2 separate regions of the Sus scrofa genome follow, and region 1 is linked to region 2. A link is a contact called in public Hi-C data. All regions are on one chromosome and are shown on one strand. The core of a region is the stretch at or near the end of the contact, and the rest is flanking DNA. Distances in the headings are between cores, read along the strand shown.

What was found. Hi-C and Micro-C count contacts between places; a contact is called where the count stands out from the background.
Region 1: a contact with region 2 is called in a Hi-C map of liver, with 8 times the contacts expected there. The contact joins the promoter of MVB12A here to the promoter of SLC27A1 in region 2. A contact is called at or near these places in 2 of 47 Hi-C or Micro-C datasets (heart right ventricle and liver) and 1 of 2 datasets of contacts at active chromatin or transcription factors (alveolar macrophages).

Annotation. Positions count from the first base shown.
Region 1 is chr2:60,274,456-60,277,443 of Sscrofa11.1, forward strand. MVB12A (multivesicular body subunit 12A) reads right to left here and starts at 1,517. Exons shown (of 10, transcript XM_021083558.1): 1 at 1,164-1,517; 2 at 934-1,032; 3 at 705-801. The coding sequence starts at 961.
Region 2 is chr2:60,234,213-60,237,018 of Sscrofa11.1, forward strand. SLC27A1 (solute carrier family 27 member 1) reads right to left here and starts at 1,376. Exons shown (of 13, transcript NM_001083931.1): 1 at 1,265-1,376.

The sequences.
Region 1 (2,988 bases), core at 267-2,766, 40 kb after region 2:
GGCAATGCCGGATCCTTAACCCACTGAGCAAGGCCAGGGATTGAACCCGCAACCTCATGGCTCCTAGACGGATTCGTTAACCACTGCACCATGACGGGAACTCCACGGCTTTTACATTTTTAAAGGGATATATATGCAACAGACACCATCTAATTTAATATATCTACTTTCTGCCCTTTTACAGACAAAGTCTGCCAAGTCCTGCACCAACAGATATATATGCTGAGAGTCAAATATAAAAGACAATACATGGAAAAGGCACAGGAGGCAGGGAGAGCCTGATGGTTAGAAAACAGAGTGGTCAGCATTGTCAGGAAAGCACCAGGGCAACTGGAGCCTGTGTGTAAGAACCTGGAAATGTAAAACAGAACTGCGCAAGATTCAGCCTGGCTACAACCTAAGAAGAAGGTGTATTAGTAACATTAAATAAAACAGGTCGCAATGACCGAACACTTACTCTAGAACAGAGGCTTCCAATCGAACATTTTTACGCAGGGCGGGGCACATTTTCCCCGTACAGGATCAGAACTCTAAGTCCTCAGCCAACACTGTCATTACCAAGTGCTGTCGAGGGGGTGGCCAAGGCTCAAAACTCACGCGCCTATGGTCTCTCCATTCCCTCCCCGCTCTTTCCCGCAGAGACTCGAATGTGCCCTTCACCTCCAACCCCGCCCCACCCCACCCCCGCCTTCGACAGGACTCACTGGAGTCTACGGGGTCGCAGACAGGGGAGAATCCCGGCGGGAGAGGGCTCTTGTCCACCAGGATCTGGATATCGACCACCACGTTCTCCTGTGGATTCTGGGATGGGATGGGGTGGGGGGACGCGGTGGGGAACACAGCAAGAGTGACCGGCACGCCTCGGGCAGCACCCCGCGAATGGACAGGGGGAGTGGAAGGACCCCAGGGATTCCGAAGGTGGGCGCCCCTTACCTCTAGGCTGCCCAAAGGATTGAGACATAGGAAGTAGCCGGATTTCTGCGCGAAGGTCTTGCCGAAGCTGGCGGGAGCTCCCTCCACGGTGCAGGAGATCTATGGCACGGACGCGGGTCAGCGCCAGCCAGGCTCTTACCTGGCCGCAGCCACCTCTGCCCCCATTCAACCCCTCGCCCCTAGTGCCACCGCCTCTCCCTACACTTCCCCGGTTCCCCGACGTCGCTTACCGCACTGAATCCCCTTGGCGGAGGCGCCGAGGCCGACGACCAGGCCAGGCCAGCCAACGGGGCCGCGTCGGTCCCGGGCCCCGGATCCATCCTCCGAACCAAGATCCAAAGGCGATGGACCGCCTTGGACCTCCCAGCCGCGGCCGGACGGCGGAGTTTGGCCACGAAACTGAACTACAACTCCCAGATAGCCTTGCGAGGTCGGGAGTCCAGGAGGCGTCGTTTGCGCGTTCCGGGAAAGCTGTCGGCCAACTGCGTGCGTCCCCCAGGTGTGCCAGTGAGCGACGTTTGCGGAAAATTGTCTCCTTTTTTTTCCCCCTCACGCCCATCAACTTCCGCCGGAAATGTCTCGCTAGCAGCAAACCGGAACTACGTTCCCCAGAATCCTTTGCAGTGTCAACCTCTCTTCCAAAGTTGACGTCAGTATTCCCCAGAATTTGAGAGTGAGCTGTGAAAAACTCACAATTCCAGAAGTCACCCCAAAGAAGACTTTCATGAGTTATGCAACGGTTAGTTTAAATAAAAATACCGACCAACTTGAGCCTTGAAATCTTGGTGTAACTTGAGAACTTGTTCACATACACATTTTTTAAAATGAGACAAGAAAGTGCTCAGTATGGAGACAAACTTTTACACCCCTCAGAAGTAAAATATGGAAAATTAGGGAACAGAAGGTTTACTCCTGTGTAGTTTCCAGTTTTCTGCAATGTCATAGGTTAGCCCACTGCCTGTTTTTTGTACCACCTGTTAGCAAGGAATGGTGGGGGTTTTTTGTGTGTGTGGTGCTTTTAGGGCCGCACCCAAGGCATATGGAGGTTCCCAGGCTAGGGGTCAAACCTGAGCTGTAGCCGCTGGCCTACACCACAGCTACAGCCACGACATATCCAAGCCGGGTCTGTCGCCTATACCACAGCTCACGGCAATGGCGGTATCCTTAACCCACTGAGCGAGGCCAAGGATGGAACCTGCGTCCTCATGGATACTAGTCAGAGTATCTGCTGAGCCACAAGGGGAACCACTGAGTGAGGCCAGGGATCAAACCCACAACCTCATGGTTCCTAGTCGGATTCGTTAACCACTGAGCCACAACGAGAACTCCATTTTTTTTTTTTTTTTTCTTTTAGGGTTAGACTTTATTTTGTTACCAATATTCTGTTTTTATTTCTGGGGATTTTTTTTTTTTTAAGGATCTACCATTGCGGTGAGCTGTGGTGTAGGTCGCAGATGCGGCTCGGATCCCATGTTGCTGTGGCTCTGGCATAGGCCAGCAGCTACAGCTTCGATTCGACCCCCAGCCTGGGAACCTCCATATGCCGTGGGAGCAGCCCAAGAAATGGCAAAAAGACAAAAAAAAAAAAAAAAAAGAAGAAGAAGAAGATAAGAATACTTTTGCACCAAGTGCCCTGTGATCTGAAGCACTGATTTATTGAGTCCCTGAGGCTAGGAATCAATCAGGGCATTCCTTTGTGTCCGAATGTGCTTTAATAAAGATATTATAGGGGAGTTCCTGCTGTGGTGCAAAGAGATCAGGGGCATCTCTGGAGCCCTGTGCCCAGCGGGTTGAGGATCCAGCATTCCCCCAGTTGCGACTTAAGTTACAACTGTGGCTTGGATGTGATCCCTGGCCCCAGGAATGCCATATGCTGTGGGGTGGCCAAAAAAGAAAAGAAAAAGAAAAAAGATGCTACATGAGAGCTCCCTGGTGGTTCAGTGGGTTAAGGATCCAGTTTTGTCACTGCTGTGGCACAGGTTCAATCCCTGGCCCGAAAAGTTCCACATGCCATGGGAGCAGCCAAAAAAAAAAAGATGCTACATCCCCAGTCTG
Region 2 (2,806 bases), core at 126-2,625:
CTCTACCCACCCCCACTATTCATTTGGCCCCGCCCACAAGCACAAACCCATTCCAGTTTCGCTCGTCAAGAACCAAGTTGGAACTATGACCACGCCCACAAGCATACGCCCCGCCCTCTCTGAATGAGGCCCCGCCCCTGTAACTGAAGCCCCGCCCCCAGCCTAGGGCCTAGCCGGCATTCCCGGGCCCAAGTTCTACTGGCACCGGCCCCGCCCTCAAGCTTTGAACCAGTCACCACCTTCCGGGCTTATTTCGTCCCACCTAGCAACCTAGGCCCCGCCCCACCTGCCCTCCGGGCAGGCTCTCTTCAGACCTGTCGGGCTTATAGCCCCTCTGCCGAGATCCGCCCCCTTCCGGAGGCCACGACCATAGAGAGGGCCCCTTGGCCAGAGAGACGACGGCCAACAAGACCTGGGGGCTAGAACGCCCCAGCAAGGACGGCCGCTGTCTCCATGACAACTAAATTTCTCCAGCTACCAGCTTCCCTTCCCTACCTCCCCATCCCTCCCTGCGTGGAGTTTAGGAAACCCGTGAGTGCCTCAGCCGAGAGGTATAGCTCCCAGGCGCCCCCGGCCCAAGCCCTAATGGCAACCAGGATCCCTACCCCTGCGGACTAGAAACGCCCAATTCACACTCAGGGCCTGCCTGTACTGGATTCTTGTTCTAAATGCAATTCCCAAAGCCTCTTCGGTTTTAAACACACTTTCCCGGAGTTCCTGTTGTGGCACGGCGGAACGAATCCGACAAGGAACCATGAGGTTGCGGATTCGATCCCTGGTTAAGGATCCCGCGTTGCCGTGAGCTGTGGCGGCTCAGATCCCGCGTTGCTGGGGCTGTGGTGTAGGCCGGCAGCTGTAGCTCCAGTTGGCCCCCTAGCCTGGGAACCTCAATATGCCGCCAGTGCAGCCCTGAAAAGCCCGCGCGGGGGGGGGGGGGGGGACGGGACCACATTCCAGGGATCTGGAACCCACAGCCTAGGCAAGAAGATCCAATCCCCATCTCACTCTTAAAGCTATATTCCAAGAACCCAGCTAAATTCCAAATCTATATCCCCACATCTTGTCAATTAAGTCTCAATGTTATCACTCCAGCACCCCAAGGAGAACAAAATCCACACACTAGGTCCCCACCCTTCCACAGAGTCCTAGGGTCCTAAACGCTCACCTAGAGACCCTAAAGCCCTCCCCCTGATCAGGCGAAGGCACGTGCTGGCCAGGCTACCCACCACCGTATTCCCTGGCTGACCTGGAGCTGCTCACTGACCTTCAGTCTTTGTTCTGTCGCCAGCTCCCAGAAGTTCAGGCAGTAGGCAGGCTGGGACAGTGAGGCTAAGACAGAGGTCCCTACACCTTCCGGGCTTCTGTTTGTGCAGACTCCTGGGGACTGCTCTGTGTTGTGCCCATGTGGGCCTCTGCCTTGGATCCCTCTCTCCAAGCTCCCTCTCTTCTGCACCCCTGCCCACCCCACCCTTGCTCGTTTTCTGCCCTGTTTGGCTGACCTTCTCAGCATTCTCCTTGGGAGGCAGCCAGGGCCTGCTTCCGGCACCATTTGGAGGACAGAACTGGGCAGGCGCTCACCCCCCTCTTCCCCAAGCTGCCATCAGTCCCTTCAGGCTGCCTAGGGTGGATGGAATGGGGATGAAGAGGCAGATGAGAGGTCTGGCACTGGTCCCCCTACTTTCTCAGCCAGGTGTCAGTGAAGTCAGCAATGCTCAGTAACCCCAGCCGCACTCTTATCCTGCCAGGTAGTGCTATTGTGATCACCCTATTTTACAGGTAAAGAAACTAAGGCCTTTTCTTGCTAGCTGGAGTTGAGATTCATTCGTTCACAAATGTGGGCAGAGGGGTTCCCTGGTGGCCTAGTGCTTAAGAATTTGGCACTGTCACTGCTATGGCTCGGGTTCTATGCACAACCAAAAAAAAAAGACAAATGTGAGGAGTTCCCACTGTGGCATGGTGGGTTAAGAATCTGACTTCAGGGCTCGGGTAACTGCAGAGGCACAGAATCAATCCTCAGCCTGGCACAGTGGTTTGAAGGATCTGGCATTGCTGCAGCTGCTGCATAAGTCAAAGCTGCAGCTGGGGTTCCATTCCTGGCCCGGGAAGCTCCATAGGCCAGGGGTGTGGCCATAAAACAAAACAAAACAAAACAAGAGTTCCCGCGGTCGTGGCGCAGCAGAGGCAAATCCGACTAGGAACCATGAGGTTGCAGGTTCGATCCCTGGCCTCGCTCAGTGGGTTAAGGATCTGGCATTGCCGTGAGCTGTGGTGTAGGTTGTAGATGCAGCTCGGATCCCTAGTTGCTGTGGCTCTGGCAGAGGCCGGTGGCAACAGCTCCAATTGGATCCCTAGCCTGGGAACCTCCATATGCCACGGGTGTGGCCCTAAAAAGACAAAAAAACAAAAAACAAAAAACAAAAAAAACCAACAACCACAACAAAAACAAATGTGGGCAGAGAACTTGCTCCCCTTTCTCCACTCCCTCCCCCTCCTCCTCTCCTTTCAGTCTTCCTTAAACTTCTCCTGCCTCTTCTTCATCTTGCCCTGATTCCCTCTGTTCCCCCAGTTTCCTCCCGCTCTCCTTGTGCCTCCCATTCTCCTTCCCCTCTTCAAGTTTCTCCCTCCCTTCCCTGCTTTGCTTTCCTCCACTTCCCCACCTTGCTCTTCCTCTCTCTATTCCCTCCCCTCCTCCACCCAGTCCTCCTTCCCCTCTCCCCTCCCGTCCCTCCTCCCCACCAGTCCCCTTCCCCTTCTCTGCCTTCTCTTCCTGGCTTCCCTCCTTCCCCCTTTTTCTTCCTCTGTCTTC